2 separate regions of the Zea mays genome follow, and region 2 is linked to region 1. The links are chromatin contacts, called in public Hi-C maps. All regions are on one chromosome and are shown on one strand. The core of a region is the stretch at or near the end of the contact, and the rest is flanking DNA. Distances in the headings are between cores, read along the strand shown.

Evidence for each region. Hi-C and Micro-C count contacts between places; a contact is called where the count stands out from the background.
Region 2: a contact with region 1 is called in a Hi-C map of ear, with 5 times the contacts expected there. The contact joins the promoter of LOC100285900 here to the promoter of LOC111347717 in region 1. A contact is called at or near these places in 9 of 25 Hi-C or Micro-C datasets (bundle sheath, ear, leaf and 3 more) and 1 of 3 datasets of contacts at active chromatin or transcription factors (leaf).

Annotation. Positions count from the first base shown.
Region 1 is chr1:301,509,262-301,514,964 of Zm-B73-REFERENCE-NAM-5.0, forward strand. LOC111347717 reads right to left here and starts at 3,643. Exons shown (of 2, transcript NM_001357524.1): 1 at 3,432-3,643; 2 at 1,673-1,946. The coding sequence starts at 3,554. The coding sequence ends at 1,917. LOC100384415 reads right to left here and starts at 602. Exons shown (of 1, transcript NM_001176955.1): 1 at 1-602. The coding sequence starts at 521. The coding sequence ends at 36.
Region 2 is chr1:301,653,232-301,658,934 of Zm-B73-REFERENCE-NAM-5.0, forward strand. LOC100285900 reads right to left here and starts at 3,545. Exons shown (of 5, transcript NM_001416213.1): 1 at 3,433-3,545; 2 at 3,293-3,347; 3 at 3,148-3,200; 4 at 1,992-2,061; 5 at 1,149-1,485. The coding sequence starts at 3,334. The coding sequence ends at 1,438. It overlaps LOC100284988 (transcription termination factor nusG family protein), which reads left to right and starts at 3,794. Exons shown (of 5, transcript NM_001157883.2): 1 at 3,794-4,265; 2 at 4,828-5,006. The coding sequence starts at 3,858.

The DNA of each region.
Region 1 (5,703 bases), core at 2,393-4,892:
CCGTGGAGGGCTTGCCCGGCGCCACGTTCTGCAGCTTATCCTACGGCCGCAAGGAGAAGGAGGACGAGGGGACGTCGGGTCGGCATCGCCATCGCTTCGACAGGATGGGATGGCACATGACCGAGTACGACGACACCCAGGGCGGCGGCGGCGACCACGTGCTGTGCAAGGTGCACCGTTCGTCCTCGTCTCTGGCCAAGAAGAAATGCAATTCCAAGAGGACGGCGACAGGCGATCACCCCGAGGCGCCGCCAACCAAGGTGATCCGCGACGTGCAGGTGCAGCAGATGCAGGACCCCGCCGGCGCCATCTTCACCGGTGCTACTGCTTACCCGACGATGGATGATCCCCGGATGGTCGGAGGCGAGTTGGGCAAGTCCAACGTCGACTACTTGCTCAACATCAACAATGTCGATGGGGAGCAGCAGCAGCAGCAACAGCCATGCGCTGAGCCGAGCAGCGACGTGCAGGTGCAGGTGGACCCCGCCGCCACCTTGATGCCCAGCTATGTTCATGGTCATCAACAAGGCGGGGATCCCCTGATGGCCGGAGGCAAGGAGGAACAGAGTCGACGCGTTGAGTCACCAGAGGCGGAGCTCGACTACTTCGACGACTGTCTCAACAATGTCGATTGGAAAGGTTTCCTAGAGATACTGGGAGACAATGAGGAGCAGGGGTTACCGCTGCAGCAGCAACCATGCATTGAACCGGCCGAGCAGAGCAGCGACGTGCAGGTGCAGGTGGATCCTGCCGCCACCTTGATGCCCTGCTATGTTCATGGTCATGAACAAGGCGGGGATCCCCTGATGGCCGGAGGCGAGGAGGAACAGAGTCGACGCATTGAGTCAGCAGTGGCGGAGCTCGACTACTTCGACGACTGGCTCAACAATGTCTATCGGAAAGGTTTCCTAGAGATACTGAGAGACTATGAGGAGCAGGGGTTGCCGCTGCAGCAGCAGCCATGCGTTGAACCGGTCGAGCAGAGCAGCGACGTGCAGGTGCAGGTGGTCCCCGCCGCCACCTTGATGCTGGGAGACCATGAGGAGCAGGGGCTGCCGCAGCAGCAGCAACCATGCGCTGAGCCGGCGGCCGAGCAGAGCCAGAGCAGCAGAACCGTGCCGTCCGTTTAAAAATCTGCTGATTGTAAACACTTGACAGGGAGATTCACAGTATGCATGGTTGTTTTACTTTATTTGATGTTATTCATATCGACAACTCGAGATTACCCTATGTAGATGCTGACAGGAAATTAAGATGATGTTGTATGAAGCAATGGGAATTAATGTATATAATTGTTCATCAGATCTAGTGTATCGTGAAGGATCCTATCCAGATTATAGAGCTTTGTGGCTTGTGGAATCATACTTCGAGTGAATCTTTGCAGTCACTTGTGTTATATATGACATCTCCTCGATTAATCTTCAGACAAGTGGTCTAAAATAAATCATCTTCAGGAACTGAAAATTTTCACTTATTACAACTGGTCTTTGGTCTTCTTCTCTAGAATGTTTGATGCTTAATACTATCACATGCTTTCTCAGATGTTTCACCTTGTATACGAATACTACTTCAGTAGTATTTGAGATGTCATGAAAGTTGGCTGCAAAGGAGGAAAAACACACACGTGTCCCCACTTCTTAACTGAGCATTAGCAGTTCCAGAGTAAAAAATGTTACATACACAAGACATTTGCGATGTTGTTATATAATGATCCAAACAGGACGTGTCCCGAAAGATGAATAATCATCCCAGACAGGTTCTTGAATCGTATATATATATATCACATACTTGAAGATACACTCCAGATATCCTGAAAGGTCTACGGGACAAGCAAAAACACAATTGACACGAAAGATAAGACATCAACAAAAATGCCCGCCTTTCATCTGCTCTCTAAAACTGCTTGCTGGTCTTTTTCAATCTTCGGTTTTCGCCTTTTCTAGCTTCTGCAATGCACAATAGCACAAGTTAACACACGGCTCTAAAGAATATGCATAGAAGCAATACAGCAAAGAACAGTAAAAACCATCTTTGAAATAGAACAAACACAAGATGCTAGCACAGGGCTTAAGGATATTTTAGAACATACAGGACTCGACTAAATGAAATCATATTATTTATGTAGCACCTGTGAGTGCAGGTGTTCAGTTTGTTAAAAAGCAATCTCTTTTAAAGCTCAAATCGCATCCAGCCTATAACCTGAATTCTGCATTCATTCACAGAGGGTTTACCTATACAAATACCGCTAACTTGGCACTGCAAGCAAATGATCCCCAGGATTTGCTGACACCTCAATTAAAGGTGCATCAAGTTCTAGTAGGATGTAAAGAAAAAGATCCAAAGAAATTGTAGCAAAAAATAAGTCATGCTAATCAGATTTCAGGGGCAATGAGGATCGGGGAAGGTCCCAGATTCCAACACTGAACCAGATGTGAGCATCGAAACCAAATGAGACATTAGTTATAACATGAAGAACATCCAGAATTCATTTAACCTTCCACTTAGGCTGCAGCTGTGCAGCATACAAACATCCTATCTAAACAGCTAGGATGTTCATCCCAGGTAGCTCCATAATCCCATTTTTGCAGTTTGCATCAAACACTCAATAACCTTAATATTGGAAAAAAGATATGTTAAATAAATTTGTAAGTTGTAACACCAATTGCCCGTACATGAAACAAATGGCAAATATGTGCGCCTAGGGGTGGTGGTAATGGATCTCGATCCAAATGTTTCTTCACAATTCGTTTGAGCCCTTAATTAATTTTAGTTCAAGAATGAATAGAAATAGATCAAGATCCAAATATGATCCAATCCTTAAATTTTACAGTGTAAAATTTGGAGCCCGTTACCACCCCTACATATGCCGGATCATCATGTTAACGCTTGCAGAGCTGCGGTACAGAAGTACACAGCAATACAGATACATTCCATCCTTTTATAACATGAACCAAAGTGGCAGTTTTTATCTAAGCCTACCATGGAATGAAGCACGCCACGCTTACAAAAAACAATCACGTGAATGCACCCACAAAGCCACTTCATTCATTCCTATTTGCAAGACTATGGTCGAATTCTTCTTAATAAGTAGCAGATGGTCACTAATCAAAGCAGATATTTGGTTCTCACATTACAAAGAACATTGAGAAGTAATCCGGTCTTGATGTTTACACAAAACATCTGATCTGAACAACAAACATATTCATCCTAAGCAACTCCACTAACGCACAGCAAGCAAACAGGTTTGCCTGAATTATCGTGTGAACACTTCGCAAAAACGGTAATACAATCGCTTCGCGTCCGTCCAGAAGACAAATCGGGGAGGCAGTGTTCAATGGCCCATCGGTGACTGCGCCGGCGTGGTCGAATCCGGCGCAGCGAATCAGCGGGCGGGAGCCAAATCGACAGGGATGGGGGGAGGGCGGTCTTACGGACTGCTCGGAGTGCCACGAGAGGCCGCGGTAGACGTTGACGGAGAAGGTGGCGGCGAGGTAGAGCGTGGCGACGCCCAGCCCAGCCGTCAGCGCCTTGAACGCCAGGTCGCCCACCGCCATCGCGCCGCTTCTTCTCGTCCTGGGTCCGGCTGGAGCAGCAGCAAAACCCTCGCTTGGGATGGGGATTTCTGTCACGGTTCTGTCGAGACGCGAGGCGAAAGCACTGCTTCGCCGGCGTGGGAGGGAGCTGGGCCTGCAGGTGGGCTTCTGTGGTGGGATGGAGGTGGGCTTGACCTGTGTTCTTCTTTCCTTGATAAAGGGCCAAGGGAGGATTCAGAACCAGTGACATGAGAAAACGCATGAGGTTGATAAATATATATATATATATATGAACAGCGTAGAAGAACAAATGGTTGATAAAACGGATGGATCTTTCCGTTCAAAAATGCATGGGTTTTATATTAACAGGCATTTTGCCATTTTGGGACCGCTGCATATGAATAATACATAGAATTTGTAAAGTGGACGCTGATGCCTTTTGTTTAGACTAGCGGTGTGACGCGCTACGCATATTTCTCTCTTCCAAACAATTTTGTTTCTTGGTCCAACTAAACGTTGGAGCAAAATTGGAGCTTTCATATTGAGGCACGGCAAACACACCGCACATGTTTTTCATTGTCCTCAACCTCATTCTCACTAAACCAGCCCTAAAAGGGTATTTAGTTTTGGAGGCTAAAGTTTAGTTTGTTTCACATTAAATATTGAAATGTCAACTATTAGTATTAAATATAATCTTACTAAAATGTAAACTATTAGTATTAAATATAATCTAACTGCAAAACTAATTACAAGGATAAAACCTAATAAAGTGACAATTTTTTAAGCCTAATTAATTCATGATTAGCAAATATTTATTGTATCATTAAAGGGGAAATCATTGATTAATTAGGATTGGTAGATTTACCTTGTCGTTCAGTTTTTATTTGTATAGTTAGTTTTGCAATTGAATTATATTTAATACTTTTAACTAGCGTCAAATATTTAATGTGACATCGACTAACATTTAGTAGAAGAAACCATACATGTCCTAAACCACAAAAAGTTACTATTACATTTTCCTTTTAAAATCACCAAAAAAAAATTTGTTCGCTCGCACTTGTCATTCTAAAATTCAAAGTATCACTTTCTCAAGCTTATCGTGCTGACAACGACTACTATACAAGTAGTCATTAAGCGGAATCTCGGGCACTCACAAAGATACGGTTTGTCGAGTGTTTCGCTCGGCGAAAGGCTACACTCAACAACTATTATCTTTGTCATAACTGTACATTCAACAAAGAATGCTTTGCCGACCGACCGTCTAACTCTCAGCACAAAAGGCCACTTGACAAGGAAGCACATCTGGGCACCAGAAAACATACATTGCCGAGTTCTATGACCATGGCACTCGCTAAAGAAAGCTGCTTTGTTGAGTGCCTACACAGACACTCGACAAAGACGCTGCGCGTGGGGCCCACATAAACTTTCTTTTGCAGAGTGTCTTTTAGACAGCACTCGACAAAGATACTACGCATGGGGCCCATGGAAGCTTTCTTTAACGAGTGTCTCTGAGATAGCCCTCGGCAAAGAACATCGCTTTGTTGGGTGCCTACACATACACTTAACAAAGTCTTCATCATCATCACTTGCAACCATCACGACAACTTTACGTTGTCAAGTACCTATTAGCACTCAGTAAAGACTTTGTCAAGTGTCCATAAAAAAAACTCGACAAAGAGATCATTGCCGACATCAGGTTTTGTCGAGCGTGGCACTCAATAAAGGCTTTGTCGAGTGTATTTGATTCTTTCCAGAGTGTCTGTGGCACTCGAGAAAGCGAGCGTCTCCAGTAGTGGACTTAAAGAGAACGACTGATATCTAGAGTGTCTGTGGCACTCGGGAAAGCGAGCGTCTCCGATAGTGGACTTAAAGAAAATGACTTATGTGCAAATGCAAGCATATCTTATGTGCAAATGTGTAAGATATTCTTCTAGAACTTTAGACGTCGTTTGGTTGGTTGTCTTCTAGCTGTAGCTGTTCAAGTGTGTAAGGTATCATATCTTAAGATCGAAGTTTTGAAACTTTGACCATCAATAACAAAAATATCCATAAACATTGACTAAGTAAAAATAAAATTATTACATTTACTATTAAAACATCGAGCACAATATATAATTTCTTTAATTTAAAAATAATTATTTTTGTAGATATTATTGGTGAAAGTTTTAAA
Region 2 (5,703 bases), core at 2,295-4,794, 140 kb after region 1:
GAGAGCACCGCCGCTGGTTCTTTTGAGTGATTGGCGCCTCCAAAAAGGTGTCAACAGATACACACCTAAAAATGAAAGACTACCACCATGATCTTAGACCTTGTTTGTTTTGTTGGAATTGAATTTCATTCTAAAAATCATAATTTAGACACAATCTAATTAAGTTAATATATTTGTATATGTAATATATTTTTATATTATCCTAAACCATATGAAAGAGATAGTTATACATTATACTTATTCTATAGAGAAGCAAGTAGAAAAGTCTGCTATAAGTTGTACATTAGAAAAGTAGCGTGTAAATCTATAGAAACAATTTTCATCTCTCACCCCATGAATTTGAGATATGCTAATATATAAACTTTAGAAAGTTGTGGAATGTCACATTCTAAAAAATAGCCTACTCCATTAGTTCTCCATTAGTTAGATTTCAATTCCTCAAAATGAAGGGAAACAAACGGGGTCTTATATTAAAGAACAACATATTCCAAGGTATCACCTTATAATACAAGCATGTTCATCTCTTCTTATCTATACTACTATATAATCCACTACTTTAAAACTTTACAAAACTCACCCAACCAAATCACTCTCACACCCATAACCGCTACTAAATCCATCAAACAAATCATGCCCAGACTTAACACACAATCATAACAACATTTAAGATCGCTAGATAATCTCCTCTTCCTTACTCAAATCCAATTGTTAATATTATTGAATAATCCCTCATCCCTCTCCCGTGACCCCTATCCCTCTCTCCTCCCATGTCTCTGCATCCCCTGACTCACGTCGCTGTCGCCGTCAACACCCCCTCCCCCGTGCCACCGCTACCATTGACTCCTCTCTCCTCCCAAGATCGTAGCATTAATAAAAACTACATGCTACTGAGGACAAAATTAATCTGACTATAATGTTAACCGTTCACTAAACAAGATTCTTTCTTAAAGAAAATATTGGCTATTAATATGTCAAAAGCTACCGAACACGTGAGAAAAAAATGACCCTAACAACCTTACTGTGTTGATACACATATTATATCTGATTGACGATAAATAATAATTGATATAATCCAACGCTGTCAGGAAAAAACGATCCTAACAACCTTACTGTGGATGATATACATAGACTACTATTTTGATTCGCAAAGAAAAATATTATACTCTAATTACCTCAGAGGAACACAAATCCAGAATTTTACTACGAAACAGGACGAGCTTTCGAAACAGAATTGCCCTAGAGCTGTATCAAATTATTACAGTTCATGATTCAGAGAGAATGCGCATCACTGATTTTTTTTCTTTAAAGCGGTCCACGCAGTAGCATGTCTGTTGCTGTATTGGTGTACTTAGAACAGGTGCGGCATTCTACAACCAACCAAAAAGAAGAAACAGAGCAATAGAATTCTGCTACAAAATGGAACGAGTGCTTCTCAGTTCACATTTGAGGCCGGTTTCCAAGCATCTGACCAACTAAATTAGTCACCTGAAAAGAATTGCCCAAAATATAAGGGTTAATATGGTGAGACACAAACCAGAAAACATCACATATCAAATGGGAGAATTATTGCCAGTATATCAACATGGGTAATCGGGCAGAGGTGGAGCAGCAGGAAAACTATTGTGCTATGGAATAAGCAGAACTATAAATCTGCAAGTAGCACTGTTACTTTAGATATATAAAGTGAATGTTACTGCATCAAGATCACCATGCTAAAGAAAAAAAAACATAGATCGAGCATATCTCCAGGCATCTGCGGTTTGCAGATGGAGGTCACAAACTATTTGTTCACAATAAGCAGGTGCTGGGGTACACTAGAAATACAACATTCTTTTCCAACACAAGTCCTAAAGTAGGAAAGACACCACCAAGAACAATTTGTTTTGACAAATTCAAGCAGTGCACAGTCAAGTTATGATGTACTCCATAGTCTAGGAATAAGCATAAAAATGAATCCGCGAAGGCCAAAGAGAGAGTATCAACAAACATGCCTGCCAATACTTTGAAACACATCGATCAATGCAACTGTTCTCGCCCATATTGAGCTCAGCTTCTTTATACCTGAAATAAAACAAATCCACAGGGAAAAAACCATTGCTCAATCTAACATATGGGTAGATCCTTCTTGACTATCAATTAACATGCCATGAAAAGTTCCAAGCCTGAGGTGTAATGTATTGCAACTTAGTTAAATTATTTGGTGATTATCCATATTTAACACCATAGACCATTATATCTACATCCAAAGGAGAAATTGATTCAACATCAGTTGAGATGGTTTGGACATGTCCAAGAGAGACCTCCTGAGGCACCGGTGCGTAGAGGAGTTTTAGAGCGGGTCGATAATATAAAAAGAGGTAGGGATCGACCTAAATTGACCTGGGACAAGGTGGTTAAGAGAGATCTTAAGGAGTGTAATATCTCCATGGAATTAGCTAAGGATGGGCGCGCTTGGAGACTAGTAATCAACGTGTCCGAACCATGATCTTTGTCTTTTTTTTCTGTTTACCCTTAACTCTACCGTCTTTCTTTTTACCCTTTCAGTGTCTTTTTTTTCTATCCTTATTTCTTTTGGGTTTCATCTCTAGCCTACCCAAACTTGCTGGGAACAAAAGGCTATGTTGTAGTTGTAGAACATTATGTGTTACATAGAAATAAGGATGTGCCAACAGGACTACAAATAATAGATTTTTAAAAGTAACCTGATAATATCTGTACCTTTTTTCAATGCACTTGTTAAAACAGGTCTGTGTAAGCCTGTATAAAGCATAAAGACACATCAGAACAAGCATAAATAAATCAAACAAAAACCTAAATGATTCACCTGTAAAAGACCTGGATTGAGAGGAGTGATATAATATAAGTGTAGAGTTGTTCAACTGTTAAGTTGTTAATTAACATAAACATCACACACATTTCTGACGCCCAGGAACAACCTAAGATTACGTTAACTGATTAACATTTCAGATAATGGAAGATTCAAGCCTAATTGTCTGAGGATTTGGATGACTATTTAGGAAAAGCCACCACATTCACCTTTTCTTGGGAACATATTCAATTCCTTCAGTTAGTTGGAAATGAGGAGATAAAATGGTACTACTTGTTGCGAACTAATGATCTCGAGCAAGCAAGAAGCATATCACTAACCTGTTGAAAAGATCAACCCTGTACTCCATCTCCTTCTCCGCCATCCCAAACATCTGTACGGTGAAAGGCGCACAGCACCAATTTGAGCAATAGCATCAAATCCAGAAACCGAAACCCAAAAAAGAAGCCAGATGTACCAATCTACCTGCTCCTTTTCTAAGTTGGTCGACCCGCCTTTCCCAGCCATTGCCGCAGCTCTCCTGCAAAGAACAGAGCGAACCAACAGAGCAGAAACTCAGTACAACACGTCAGGGGTGGAGCTGAGAAGCAACACGGGAAGCAGACCCTAACAGGGGTAGAGAACGAAATCCGGGGATCTCGCGGGCGGCGCTGAAACTCGATGTCGTGACGAGCAGCCGCGCCTCCACCCCCACTCGCCAACTCTAGCTAGGGTTTTGCTCTCTTCTTCCTTGCCGGCGGCGGAAGCAAACACAGGTGAGGAGCAGGTGCGCGCCTTCTCACATGGGCCGTACACGAATAGGCCACATGGCTTGAGGGCCAGCTCACTGACAAAAAAGTCCATCGGAAAGCCCGCATTGTATTCTGTGGCCCAGAAACCAGCATCGTCCTGAATCCCAATGGGGCGATGGCCTCGAGGCCCAAGTATACTCACTTGCAATTGCAACCGGGGTCCATGGGTAAGGCCTGAACGTTAGTCGTCGTCTTCCAAAATCCAAACCGCTCGCTCCTCACCGAAGACGCCATTAGCCATGAGCAGCTTGGCTTATCCGCTCCTCCGGCTCCCGTGCCGCTGCTCTATCGCGCCGGCGCCGGCGCCGGCGTCTCAGCTCCCCGCACCGGTGTGTCTATCTGCTTCGGCTTCCGCAAATGCAGGGGGCGATCTGACGGCGCGGGAAAAGCGAGCGCAGCGTCGGGAACGGCGGGAGCTGCGTGCGACGGACTGGAAGGAGGAGGTGCAGGACCGGCTGATCCACGAGCCAGCGCGGCGGCGGAAGAAGCCTCCTAAGCGTTCGTGGAGGGAGGAGCTCAACCTCGACCTCCTCGCCGAGCTGGGGCCGCAGTGGTGGCTCGTGCGCGTCTCCATGGCGCCCGGCACCGACTACGTCGACCTCCTCACCAAGGCTATCTCACGGCGCTACTCGGAAGTCCCCTTCAAGGTCTCACTTCCTCCTGTCCTTGATGGTTAGTTAGTTGGCTTGATTGCTCTCGTGCGGCGAATTAAGCACTCCCTGACGAGCATTTTGCAGGCCGAACACTTGGCGTAATTTTAGGCTGTCGCGTCACATTCATACCGATTATGTTATGACTTATGAGCAACATTACGCTGCAGTATTCGTGCGGCTTATATAATTTCACACCTAACATTTGAATCTTAGATTACTACGTTTAAAGCGATTGAGGATATTAACTGTGAAACTGTACTTATGTCTTACAAACTTGCAACTGTGACTCTCTTACATGGACAGTATAATCATTGTGACAAGAAAATCTACATTAAGATTACAGATTGTCGATTTGATTCTTAATTGTGGAGAAACTTGGAGTAAAAGATCTAGTACGAATCTGAATGCTGATTGCTGACAATGAAGTTCTCCTGATTACTGTTTATCATAGACTTATAGGAAATGCCTTAGTACTAGTCCATCTGAATGACTTCACTATTTCAGTGGCAAACCATTTTCTTTTCAGCATTTTGTTTCTCACAAAAGTTACCTGCAGATTTACAATCCATCAATCCAAGTAAAGAGGAGATTAAAAAGTGGTGCAATCAGTGTTAAATCGAAGCCTCTGCATGCCGGGTTGGTCTTTCTGCATTGTACCTTAAACAAGGAGCTTCATGACTTTATCAGAGACACAGAGGGTTGTTATGGCTTTATTGGAGCTACAGTTGGTTCAATGTGAGAAACTCACTGAATTCTTTCCATTCCTTCACTTTTGCTCTTCTTTTGTTGATGCAATGTTTTATCAGCAATTGTTGTGATTCTTGTTTTAGGTGGTTGTTTCCGTATTCTTGAATTACCCAGTAGTACTTGACCTTAGTCCTTAGGCTGTGTCCAGCAAGGGACGCTAAAGCGTCCGCTACGGTAAATTTAGCGGTTGTCCGTGTTCTCTATGCCTCCAACAACAAATGGTAAAACATCCTCTAAAATATAGAGGCAGCCCGACGACCGCTAAATCTGGTGGTTTCCTATTTATCTGCTATCCATACGCGTCGCCGTCTTCGAGCAACTTGAACCGCAGAGGCGCACCACCGACTTGACAACCCCACACTCGAGGCAGCAGGAGAACCACCGCGCCATGGCCGTCGGGGCGGAGCTTCCTCGCTGTGTCGCGCGCACCTGGCCGCGGCATCTGCATCCGCACGCTGGAGGCAGCACCAGCATGGTGATGAAGCTTGGGGAGGCCTCCATGGACGTCCCGGCCTCGCCCAATGTGGAGTCCGCGAAGGGACGCCATTGCTGCCCGGGAAGAAGCTCAATGCAACGGATTTTGGAGCAGCGAGCTGCAGTCAGGACTTGTGTTAGAGACAATAGATTGATTATTGGGGCTAACCCTAGAGGGTAGCTATATAGTCTTTTACATGGGCCACATGGG